2 separate regions of the Sus scrofa genome follow, and region 1 is linked to region 2. Evidence: chromatin contacts called from public HiChIP or PLAC-seq data. All regions are on one chromosome and are shown on one strand. Each heading gives the region's core, a stretch centred on a gene start, on an enhancer-like site or on the middle of the called end of the contact. The rest is flanking DNA. Distances are from core to core; before and after follow the strand shown.

Region 1 (5,822 bases), core at 894-3,393, 140 kb after region 2:
ATATTACTTTTTGGTTTTCTTTACTCAACACTCTGATTTGCATTAGTGAACAGCGCATCTCTGCTTCTGCTCTTCTTGCCCCGAAATGCTCCCTGACTTTTTTCCCTCTAGCTGTCTCCTCCTCACCCTTCAAGATTCAGATCAAGCGTTGCCTCCTCAGGTTTCTTTGGCCCCAGAAATGGATCTGGGACCCTCTAGGTGGCCCCCTTCTCCCCACATTCATAGCACAGCATTGCATTGGAACCTTTCTTCCAGCGGCAAAGATTACAACCACCTGATTTTTATTTTTTTTGTCATTTGTCTTTTTAGGGCAGCACCCTCGGCATATGGAGGTTTCCAGGCTAGGGGTCTAATCCGAACTTCAGCTGCCGGCCTATACCAGAGCCACAGCAATGCGGGATCCAAGCCGCGTCTGCGACCTACACCACAGCTCACGGCAATGCCGGATCCTTAACCCACTGAGCGAGGCCAGGGATCGAACCCAAATCCTCATGGATACTAGTCGGGTTTGTTAACCACTGAGCCATGAAGGGAGCTCTGCAACTGCCTGATTTTACAGAAATGGGGCCGAGACTGTGTCTGACACAAGTTGGTGGCTCATTCCCGTCTGGTGAGTGACAGTGTGAACAACACTAGCATGGGGGTGGTACCTGCCTCTAGGCATGTGGTGACAAGGAGCTGTGCTTCCCGGGCCCTCTGGAGCCTCCCAGTCTCCATTGACGGCAATGATGATGAGTTATTTTGAAAACAAATACAAACATGCAAGTCAGTTAAGCAAGATCCCAGGGTTGTGAAAGCCCATTTTCTAGAGGAGAACAGGGAAGGGGGATCGGAGATCATATCATGGCTCATTTCAAGTGTCGTATCACAAAATCATGCTCTTGTCACCAAATTTACTGCCTCCTTGTCACTAAGATAAGAAAGGCTTTATCAGCCGCCTTGCATCTTCTGTTCCTTGGGAAGGAACAGAGAAGAGTGTGGGTTTCCCTCGTCTGGTACCCAACCTCCTCCTGTCTCAGCGGCCAAGGTTAAAGTACAACCACACAGTGAGACCACTTAGGTACTATCACTGGAACCATCGCAGTGGAGGCAGAACTGGACCCAAAGGCTTCCTGGACCTAAGACCTGTGAGTCAGGCTGTGCCCATTAGAGACACATCAGATGAGGACTGGCCTCTCTCCCTGGCTCTGATCCCAGAGTTTTGGACCGCCATCTCTTCATTGAGGTGAACTCTGTCAGGCAAATGGAAAGTGTTGTCTAGATTAGATGTGATAAGAATAAAAGTTCCTTTTTTTTTTTGTCTTTTTCTAGGGCGGCTTCCCACGGCATATGGAGGTTCCCAGGCTAAGGGTCTCATCGGAGCTGTAGCCACTGGCCTACACCAGAGCCACAGCAACTCAGGATCCAAGCCACATCTGCAACCTACACCACAGCTCATGGCAACGCCGGATCATTAATCCACTGAGGAAGGCCAGGGATCGAACCTGCAACCTCATGTTTCCTAGTCAGATTCGTTACCCACTGTGCCACGATGGGAACTCCAGAATAAAAGTTCTTGCTGTTAATAATAACTATTGATTACAACCTGTTAATTATATAGTAATTAATACTGATGGTAGTTATTATTACTATTATTTTCTTTTTAGGGCTACACCCAAAATACATGGAAGTTCCTGGGCAAGGGATCAAATTGGAGCTGCAGCTGCCGGCCTACACCCCAGCCACAGCAACACAGGATCTCAGCTACATCTGAGACTTATGCTTCAATAACCCACTGAGCAAGGCCAGGGATCAAACCTCCATCCTCATGAATACTAGTCAGGTTCTCAACCTGCTGAGCCACAGTGGAAACTCTGATAGTAGTTATTATTATTTCTTTTATTTTTAAAAACTTATTTTTATTTTTGGTCATGTCCGCAGCACGTGGAAGCGCCTGGGCCAGGGATTGGACCCACTCCACAGCAGTGACCTAAGCCACTGGGCCACCAGGAAACTGACAGGAGCCACTGGGCCACCAGGAAACTTCTGAAGGTAGCTATTATTCACTACTGGTAGCTATTTCTATGTCAGACATAGGGTGGAGACAGCGAGTAAGGGTTGGAAACCGCCATGAGAAGTCCCAGGAATGGACGGGTGCCTCTCCTGCTCTTGTCAATTCTGCCCCCTAGAGGCCTGAAGCCTGGGAGGTCGCTGAGTGCCACAGCCCCTACTAGCCTCAGGCTGCAGGACACCCATGGACTTGCAGCCTCGCTAGACTCAGAGCTGGAGGAAGGAACCTCAGAGATCAGGCTGGAGAGGGGAAGGGGTCTCTTCAAATCCAGCTGTCTGTCTGTTTTCCTTGGAGAAATGTCTGTTTAGGTCTTCTGCCCATTTTTTGATTGGTTGTTTGGTGTTTTGATATTGAGCTGCACGAGCTGTTTGTATATTTTGGAGATGAATCTCTTGTGGGTTGCATTACTTGCAAATATTTTCTCCCATTCCATAGGTTGTATTTTCGTATTGTTTATGGCTTCCTTTGCTGTGCAGAAACTTTTCAGTTTAATTAGGTCCTATTTGTTTATTTTTGTTTTTATTTTCATTACTGTAAGAAGTGGATTCAGGAGTTCCCGTGGTGGCTCAGTGGTTAACAAATCTGAGTGGGAACCATGAGGTTGTGTGTTTGATCCCTGGCCTCGCTCAGTGGGTTAAGGATCTGGCGTTGCTGTGAGCTGTGGTGTAGGTCACAGACTCGGCTTGGATCCCACGTTTCTGTGGCTGTGGCATAGGCTGGAGGCTACAGCTCCAATGAGACCCCTAGCCTGGGAACCTCCATATGCCGCGGGAGCGGCCCCAGAAAAAAAAAAAAAGACAAGAAGTGATTCAAAAATATACTTCTGTGATTTATATCAGCATGTTCCGCCTATGCTATCCTCCAAAAGTTTTATAGCGTCTGGCCTTATATTTAGGTCTTTAATCCATTATGAGATTGTGTGTGTGTGTGTATGGTGTTAGAGAATGTTCTAACTTCATTCTTCTCCATGTAGCCGTCCAGTTGAAGTAAGTCAGACAGATAAAGACAAATAGCATAAGATACCACTTATGTGTGGAATCTAATTTAAAAAATAGATACAAATGAACTTATTTACAAAACAGAAACAGACTCACGGATTTCGTAAATAAACTTACGGTTACCTAAGGGGAAAGGTGGGGGAGAGGGATAAATTGGGAGTTTAGGATTAACATATACAAACTACCATAAATAAAATAAGTAATCAACAAGGACCTGCTTCAGAGCACAGAGAACCCTACTCAAGATTCTATAATAACCTATATGGGAAAAGAATCTGAAAAAGAATAGATGTATGTATATGTATAACTGAGTGACTTTTCCATACAGCTGAAACTCACACAACATTGTAAAGCAACTACACTCCAATAAAATTTAAACAATAAACTTTTTTTTTTTTTTCTCTTAGGGCTGCACCCATGGCATATGGAGGTTCCCAGGCTAGGGGTCGAATCGAAGCTGTAGCTACCAGCCTACACCACAGCCACAGTAACTCGGGATCCGAGCCATATCTGCAACTTACACCACAGCTCCAGGCAATGCTGGATCCCTAACCCACTGAGGGAGACCAGGGATCGAACTTGCGTCCTCGTGAATGCTAGTCAGATTCATTTCTGCTGAGCCAAGACAGGAACCCAAATAAAATAAAAATTTTTTAAATAAAAATAAAGCTCAGGCCACCTCTTACAGCCTGAAAGAGACACAGTTGGGTTCTCCTAGACCCTTAAAATGCAAGGTACTTTCTTGGATTATCAGGGCAGTTTGGGGGGCTAGAAGAAACAGCTTACAGGTTAGAATATAAAGGAGTTCCTTGGTGGCACAGCGGGTTAAGGATCCAGTGTTGTCACTGCAGTGGCTTGAGGCACTGCTCTGGCACATGTTTGATCCCTGGCTAGGAACTTCCACGTGCCTGGACACAGGCAAAAACAAAACAAAATAAAAACAGGTTTATAATTTGTCTTAGAATGGATCATGTCCTAACACCCTATTTCCCCTTATTTTTTTTTTTCAAAATAAAATGTCTTGGTTAACAAGTAAAATACAGTAAGAATCTAATTTGTGTGGTAATAACTTGTATAGGAGCATCAGTCTGTAGTCTATGTGGGAGCTGGGAAACATTCTAGGCTTTATGTTCAAACATAAGGAATTTTGCTAACTCTTACTCAGAGGTGTGTGTGGTGTGTATGTGTGTGTGTGTGTGTCTGCACTTGCAGTACATGGAAGTTCCTGGACCAGGGACTGAATCTGAGACACAGCTGCCATCTACACATCTATGGCTATGGTAATGCCAGACCCTTAACCCACTGCACCACAGCAGGAACTCCACAGAGGGTTTTTTTTTAGAATTTTTTTTTTTTGGCTGTGCCCATGGCATGCAGAATTTCTTGGGCCAGGGATCAAACCCATGCCACAGCAGCAACCCAAGCCACTGCAGTAACAATGCCAGATCCCTAACCCACTGTGCCGCAAGGGGACTCCAGATGAATTCTTTTTTTTACTGAAGTATAATTGACCTACAATATATACTAGTTCCAGGTGTACAATGTAGTGCTTTGACATTTATATACATTTCACATGAATCAGCACAATGTCTCATAACCATATGTGGCCAATGCACAGTTATTATGATATCATTGACTATATTTCCTGTGCTGTACATATGTGCCTGTGACTTATTTAGTTTAGAACTGGAAGTTTGTACCTCTTAAACCACTTCAAGTATTTCACCCAACCCCCCATCACCCTCCCCTCTAGCGACCACCAGTTTGTTCTCTGCATCTGTGAGTCTGTTTCTGCTTGGTTTATGTGGTATTTAGATTTCACATATAAGTGAAATCATACAGTATTTCTCTTTCTCTGCCTGACTTATTTCACTTAACCCAACCTAATACTCTCTAGGCCCATGCACATCTTTCCAAATGGCAAGATTTCAATTTTTTTTATGAGCGAGTAATATTCATATATATTATCTCACAGTTTTAAAATTATTCCAAAAAACTTCCTTATGTGATTTTCTAGCCCTAAACAAATCAGGAGAAAGGAATTAAGAACTAAATCCTAACACTATTAAAGTCAGGCATCCTGGGGATTTCCCGTGGTAGCTTAGCGGCTGACAAATCCAACCAACATCCATGAGGACGGGGGTACAATCCCTGGCCTCGCTCAGTGGGTTAAGGATCTGGTGTCGCTGTGAGCTGTGGTGTAGGTCACAATGTGGCTCAGGTCTGGCATTGCTGTGGCTGTGGCTGTAGGCCAGCAGGTGTAGCTCCGATTCGACCCCTAGACTGGAAACTTCCATATGCCACAAGTGTGGCCCTAAAAAGCAAAAAAAAAAAAAAAAAAAAGTCAGGCATACTGCCGCAGGAAAATAGGGAGTCATGACAAAAGTCCTCTAGGAAAACCAGCCCAGTGAGCACTTGGCCTCAGGGCTCCAGTAATTCCTGGGAAGGCTGCCTGGCTGCCTGGCCAGCGGGAACAGTGAACAGATCACATGCGGTCAGACGGATGCCCCAATCCCACAGAACTAAGCTCACATGCAATTTACCTTGCTGAGAAAGGCTGGAAAGGATATATTTTAAATATTTCCCATGAAAAGTGTGGGATGTTTTTTCCTTCAAAACTTTTTTTTTTTCATTAAAAATTATCCTGGAATAAGATTGACTATTGGTGGTGTGTACAGTTCTGTACACATTTGTGACCCCCCCGTTGCAATCAGGATGCAGGGTAGTTCTATCACCCAACAATCCTCCCTCATGAAAGGTGTATACATTTTTTT
Region 2 (6,560 bases), core at 4,011-6,510:
ACGCAGTCCTGTAATGCCCTCTTCCCTCCTTCCCTGACACTTCCTCCCCTCAAAACCCCTCCCACCCATGGCAAATATTAAAAGTGCTAAAATTTTGAGAAAGAAAAGATGTTTTCTAGATCAAGACACTATCCCAGGGGCCTAAGTATAGTAAAATGGGAACTTCTAATTTAGATTCTTAAAAATTTGTTTTCTTAAGGACTTAGGTTAACGGAAACATCGCCAATACTACCATGGAACTTTGGGAAAAGAGTGTCTACTTCAATTTGCTGTATTACTTTTTTTTGTTGAAATACATCAATTCTAAGGTGAGAGGAGTTCTGTGTAAGTATTTTCAGTTTTTTCCCCAGAGTAAAGAGTAAGAGTAGGTTGACAATATTCTATATATATAAAAGCACACGCAGGAAGCACAAAAGCACCAAGTGTTAATTATGTTATGGGAAATTATGAGAAAAAAAGATTTTAAGTATCACCTTTTCCCTTCTCATGCTAAGAGTATAGGCATCTTGCACACGGGAATCCATTCTCAAAAGATACATCCACTTTCCAAGTCTCTAATCAGATGTGACACAACTCAACAGATCTCCAAGTCGAGCAATCTGACAAAAAGAGTCAATGCAGTCCTGGAATCCATGGAGGATGGTTCTATACTACCTGACTTGTGAAAAGAATGAGAACCAAATGACAGGAGTCAACATAACCCTCTCTACAAAGGAAAAAGCATATTTAAAATATTACTGCATCTATTTTGTTACGAAAGGTGGACTGTGTTTTACCCTTCGCTGGGACAGTGCCCCCCTCAAAAAAAAAAAAAACTACTCTAGATAAACTTGCTAAAAATCCAAACTATGGCTTACGAAAAGTTAAAATACTTAAAAATAACCTCTTGGGAGGGAATTTGAAAATCTGCTTAAAAATAGCCAAACTAGAACCCTTGACATATCATCGGCTCCAGACAGAAATGCAAATCTATATCCTAATCTCATTATCTTCCTAAACCAAGCACTGAGAAAAAAAAAAAATTTTTTTTTTGGCCCTCTTACAGCAGTCATTGCAACTGTCCAGCCGAGGGAAGCAAAGAGTCAGGTCTAGGATCTAGCACTACTCCAGACTGCAAGCCCTCCACCTCAAGACGTCTGGAGCAGCGCGGCCAAGCACTCTCCTTGCACTAGGGCAACTGCAGACCCCTGCAGGGTTTGTTATTATTATGCAGCTGACCCTTGACCATCAGTGGTTTGATCTTCAGGGGGTTCACTTACATGTGGGTTTGTTGGGGTTTTTTTTCCCAGCAAATAGGGACAATTCTACAGGATCCGCAGGTGGCTGAGTCTACAAATATGGAATCGTGGACATGAGGGCCGACTGTAAAGTTTTACATGGATTTTCCACTAGGAGAGTTGGTACCCCTAACCTCTGCACTGTTCAAGGGTCAACTGTAATTACAAATAATCCTAAATGTCTCCCTCTGTTGTAAAATTCAGTAAGTACCCCTCAACGAAAGATAGAAAATTGTCTGCTAACAAAAACAGAGGCAAACTTCATGTTAAGTTAGAATGTTGGCATAGCTACCTATTTTGCACAGGAATCAAAAACTCTCTTGTTCAAAAGAGGCTTTTGAACTTTTTGAGTGGGAGAGTAGTGAACAATCTTTACATATATGAACCCTGATCTTCATTACTGATACATGCTTATTGCAAAATTGGAAATAGTATATGCATAAGAAGCGGTAACTATATAAGAATCTGTAATCAACAAGAGGAAGTTAGAATAAAAATCAAAAGCCACACTGAATAATCTGTCATATTAATTCCATGAATTACCTGTATGCTCCTTGATATAAATGGCCCATTTGGTAGGTTGCAGATACTATCCACTTTAACATCACCATTTGTGGCAAAATACAGTAAGAAGGGGAAGAAGAAGAAAAACAACCCATTACAGGATGTTGACAAGTGTAACTACCTAGGTTTTAGCATACCACATACCACTAAGATAATAAACCAGGTTCCTCCAACACAAAGTTACTTTGGGTTTCGATTTTAACCTACTCAACTAAGAGGAATCAATTCTAACAAGACACTCTCTTTTCATCTCTAAAGTTCTCTTAAAAGAAAACTTGTGTACTCCCTAGGCTTAATTATCAAATAAAACAATTCTTCAATCCAGCTCAACTATTCTACAGTTTCATCTGGCCTGATGACAGGTTTGTCATTTCTCCCTTCATTGCCCCCAAGGATGGATGATTGCCCTCCATGGAGGGGTAAAAAAAAAATGGAGGAGATACCAATTATCAGGCCAAAAGGGAACTAAGATCCTAATAATGTGCCTGGGGTGCATAATATCTCTAGAGCTATCATGACCATAGCCATAGGGCTCCTCAAAGAGAACGCACACTACAGACTTACCGAAGAACCTCCCCTTGCCAGTCACCACTGACTTCACGCTGTGTTGTTAATATCATTCCTACAAAGGACTGCTTTTCTGAAAGTCTTTCTAACAGGCTCATGAAAATATTTTAACTGACACTCACGAATGGCATTAGCAGGAATGCAAATGCTATCACTGTATTCACTACACACGCCAAAATAAACTCAATGAGTTTAGGATTCTATCTTGTCTGCCTATATCCCCAGTGCCTGCCACCTAGGAGATACTTAGTAGGTACCTGTGAAATGAATGAAGTTATGTAACAATTATAACAGAATTCTGTTAAATCATATGCCGTTTAAAAGCAGAACATTTGCTAAAACCTGAGAACCTTCTAAACAGTGCCATTTGTTGTGACAGGAAATAATCTATACACGAAAATAAGAATGACAGTTCAAAATCAGTTCTCAGGGAGGTCTAGGATGATGATGAGTCTTTGTAACAAAGCAAACAAAGGTTGCATTTTTTTAATAGATGACTTTCCTCTCTAGTCCAAAACCACAATCAATGAAAACTACAGAATTTTAAGAAAAGAAACTTTAGAGCATAAATTATGAAACAGGCTCCAGGTTCAGAGTACTATAAACTGCCACCATTTATGTTTCTGCATACATACCTAAGGCAGCATTTTATGAATAATAATTTTATTCTATTTTTCAACATGCTAAGCAGTTGGGCTACTAGTTACAGAAGTTATGACTGATGAATATCATAATCGTCCACTTTTATGGCTTTCATTTACCAGATAAATATCGGTGAGGAAAGAGTTAACTTTTTCAGTGCAAACAGTTCCTTTCTTCCCAGTTTTCAAGCAAGTGTTCTCTACTACTTAAAGCAATAGTTTTCCTGTTTCTCATTCTATTTTTAGACCATATGATAGCTTTTTATATTTGATTTACATTATCAATTTGTATATGGTTACTGTAGCCAAAGCTTATCTTCCCAAGATTTCAGGAGTATACCCTTCCAAAGTGCTGCCCTGCCATGCCATCAATAACAGTGTTTGATCATCTGTGTCACTGGTCTACCTCATTTGAGCTGGTCCTATCTTGCTGAATACTACAGAACAGGTTCGAAGAAAGTGTTCTTACAATGAATGAAAGAATGAGTTGGAAAGCACCAGCATTATCAAATGCTTCTTTTGCTAGCTAATGAGTCAATCTTTGAGAAAATATCATTTGTTTCCAGCTTTATGAAACGAAGATGCTCTTTACTACTCTGAATCGAAAATTTGCAAATAATAAATTTAAGAGCAGCCAAGTGTATCTGAGGCACGCTATTAGAGAAGGTGCGAAGAAATACATGCAAAATATAGTTTATTCAAAGGCCAAAGAATTACAGAGGATTCCTTAGGACGAAAGGGTTTCTCCAGTATTCCATGACCACCACTACGAGTGATCGTCCCAAAAACCACTGTTAATTGACTTCAATGTCTGGAGGCTAAGTTTTTCCTCCATGTTTTGAGAATTTATGGGTGAACATATTGAGATGATGAATGGCTACTCTGCGGGGGCCTTACGGTAATCTTTAAAAGGACGGGGGCGGGGTGAGAGTGGGGAATAAGTGAAATTCTTGAATAAAAACACGTTAAAAACAATTTCCCTGTTAGTTGTGAAAGACTGGAAAATTTTCACTGCAACCTTCCTTCCTTTGCTGGTTACAAAGTAAGGGCTGGAAAGAGGAAAATTTCTAACACTTCTATGCTCTTTTGAGTCACGGACTATGAAGGAAGGAGAGACCTGGGGGGACCTATGCATCCCACGTGAAAGCAGGAAGTCAGTTTCTCAAGCCTGGGCCCCGCGTCCAGCATCACAAACGCGAAGACCGACCTTTTGAAAAAGCCCACCACCACACCCCTCCAACCGTGAGGCCAAGGCCAGCCTGGGCCGCTGAAAGGCACAGCGCGCGGGGCTCGGGACACCTTCCTCTTTCTACTTGGCCTGCGGCAGGAGGACACTCCTCCGGTTCTCGCCCGAAGAGGCGGCGGCCCAGGCAGTCTGCAGCGAGGGGCAGCCTTGGCCGCAAAGGCAGGCGGCGTCCACGAGGCCAGAGGAGTCCCGGAACAAAGCGCACGGGGGCCGGATGGGGGACAGAAAAGATGGGAAAGGTTCACCCAGCTCCGCGCCGCTGCCTGGGGCTACACAGGTGGAGTCGCGCTCCTGCCCATTGAGAGAAGGGCCGGCCTCAGCTCCAGCGCCAAGGCCACCGGAGCGGAGATCCCGGGGCAGTGGGCCAGACAGAGACCGGCGCGGGCGGGCTGTTGAGCGGCGGACCCCCGGGTTCCCCGGAAGCCGAGAGCCCCGGACGCACCGCCGCCACACGCGGGCCTCCCCGGCGCCGCCGCCCCTCGTCCCTGACGGCCACACACAAAGGGGCTGCCTGGCGCGCCGGCCGCCGGCGGCTGGGGGGCCGAGCCGGGACCAGTGGCCGGCTCACCGCGTCCCCGCCTTTGTCCGCCGCGCCCCGTGCCCGGCCGAGGAGCCCGTCGCCCGCTGCGTCCGCGCCCAGCTCGTTACCCGGGTGAGGAGTGGTCTCATCTGCTCGCCTGCCCCGTCCGCCTCCATAGTCGGCCCTCCAGCCCGCCGCAGCCGCTCCGCCGTGCCGCGTACGATCCGCTCGCTGCCGCCGCCGAGAGCCAGGCGCGCGAGGGGAAACGAACGTGCGTCCGTGCGCAGGGCGCGCGCGTGGGGAGAACCGTGCGCGCGAGAGGGGCGCGTACGCGGCGGTCCCGGGTCTGCCTCTTGCGGGGCCGGAGGCCGCGGCGTGGAACGTGGAGCAAGCACTGAGCGAGCAGGAGGCCGAGGCGGGGAAGAGGGTGCCGCGGAGGCCGGGGGCGGGGCCGAGCCGTGACGACACACCCGCCCCGCCCACCGCCCACCACCCGCCCCTTGCGCCCCGCCCCCTGCCCGACAGCCCCGCGGGCCTCCTAAATGCGCGGGTGGGCCCCCGGGCCCCACCGCCCCGAGTCGGTGCGGGAAGGGGGCGGAAGGGGGCGGGAGGGGGCGGGAGGGCGCCCGTCCCAGCCAATCGGAAGCCCTCGGGGTTCCATACTCACCTTCCCGCCACGCCGCCTTCTCAGGAGGCTGGCCCCCCTTGGTAAAATCGTAAGTGACCAAAAATAAGTGTCTGACTCGTTTTTCTAGTCGTAAGTTGGGTGAGGGTCACCACCGCGCCCAGCTCCTAACCACGTTCTTTAGTGGCAAGAGGAAAGAAGGCAGCCACCCGTTTCAAGGATGCTCGAGGGAGCCCCAGAGGAACTAACGGTCTTCAGGATTGCTGCAAGTTCTTTTTCTCTCAGCCCTGCAGGCAAGAAGCCCAACTCGGGGCCAGTGAAAAGGGGAGCACTCCCGGCCAGGTGTCCTCGTGTGCCACGGCGGCGCCCACACTCGTCCACCTCTTAAGGTACTTCTCCGGTATCCACAGCTCTAACTGGAGGTGGTGATGGTGCCTGCCACGAAGGTCATTGGAGGATTGAGTGAATTGCTATCAGGAAACGTGCATGACTCGGAAAAGTGCCTGCTTGTTAACTAGGCATCATTGTTGACTAAGTTATCTTGGGTGTTTACAAAAGAACAAAAGGGTTAGTGAAGAGGAGTTAAGTCAGCTCTGTGGAAGGAAACTTTCTATTACAGCAGGTCTGGAGAGTTTATTCCATCCATCTCAAATAGGATATTTCTAAAGTCAGAAATAGGTAAGTTTGGGAGTTCCCCTCATGGCTCAGTGGTTAACGAATCCGACTAGGAACCATGAAGTTGCAGCTCGATCCCTGGCCTTACTCAGTGGGTTAAGGATCCAGCGTTGTCTGAGCTGTGGTGTAGGTCGCAGAGGCGTCTGGGATCTGGCGTTGCTGTGGTTCCGGCGGCTACAGCTCGGATTAGACTCCTAGCCTGCGAACCTCCATATGCCGCAGGTGCAGTCCCAGAAAAACCAAAAAAAAAAAAAAAAGGTAAGTTTGATGAATGACTCCTTCCAGTTTTGGGTCTTAGTCTTCTTTTTTCTAAATTTCCCAGAGTTACTTCTAGGCACACGTTATTTTTTTATTGTATAAAGAGCACATGTGCTACCATTTAAACTACAATCTGACACTGTACATTAATGCAAACTCCATCTCTAATCCTCCCACTACAATATAT

The links. HiChIP or PLAC-seq counts read pairs in DNA pulled down with a chosen protein or histone mark.
Region 1: an H3K27ac HiChIP or PLAC-seq map of alveolar macrophages shows a contact between it and region 2. The contact joins the enhancer-like site here to the promoter of SLC4A7 in region 2. A contact is called at or near these places in 7 of 47 Hi-C or Micro-C datasets (embryonic fibroblasts, fetal heart ventricle, mesenteric adipose tissue and 3 more) and 1 of 2 datasets of contacts at active chromatin or transcription factors (alveolar macrophages).

What each region holds. Positions count from the first base shown.
Region 1 is chr13:14,176,373-14,182,194 of Sscrofa11.1, forward strand. No RefSeq gene overlaps it. Among named protein-coding and RNA genes, the nearest start is that of EOMES, 37 kb to the right of the region's middle. Within about 2 kb of position 2,144, at least 3 of the 83 cell types and tissues checked have an H3K27ac peak or open chromatin away from gene starts, as enhancers often do. A contact at or near this core is called in alveolar macrophages, where this site is marked.
Region 2 is chr13:14,037,848-14,044,407 of Sscrofa11.1, forward strand. SLC4A7 (sodium bicarbonate cotransporter 3) reads right to left here and starts at 5,261. Exons shown (of 26, transcript XM_021071464.1): 1 at 4,944-5,261. The coding sequence starts at 4,991. LOC102163580 (a long non-coding RNA gene) reads left to right here and starts at 5,424. Exons shown (of 4, transcript XR_001300094.2): 1 at 5,424-6,118.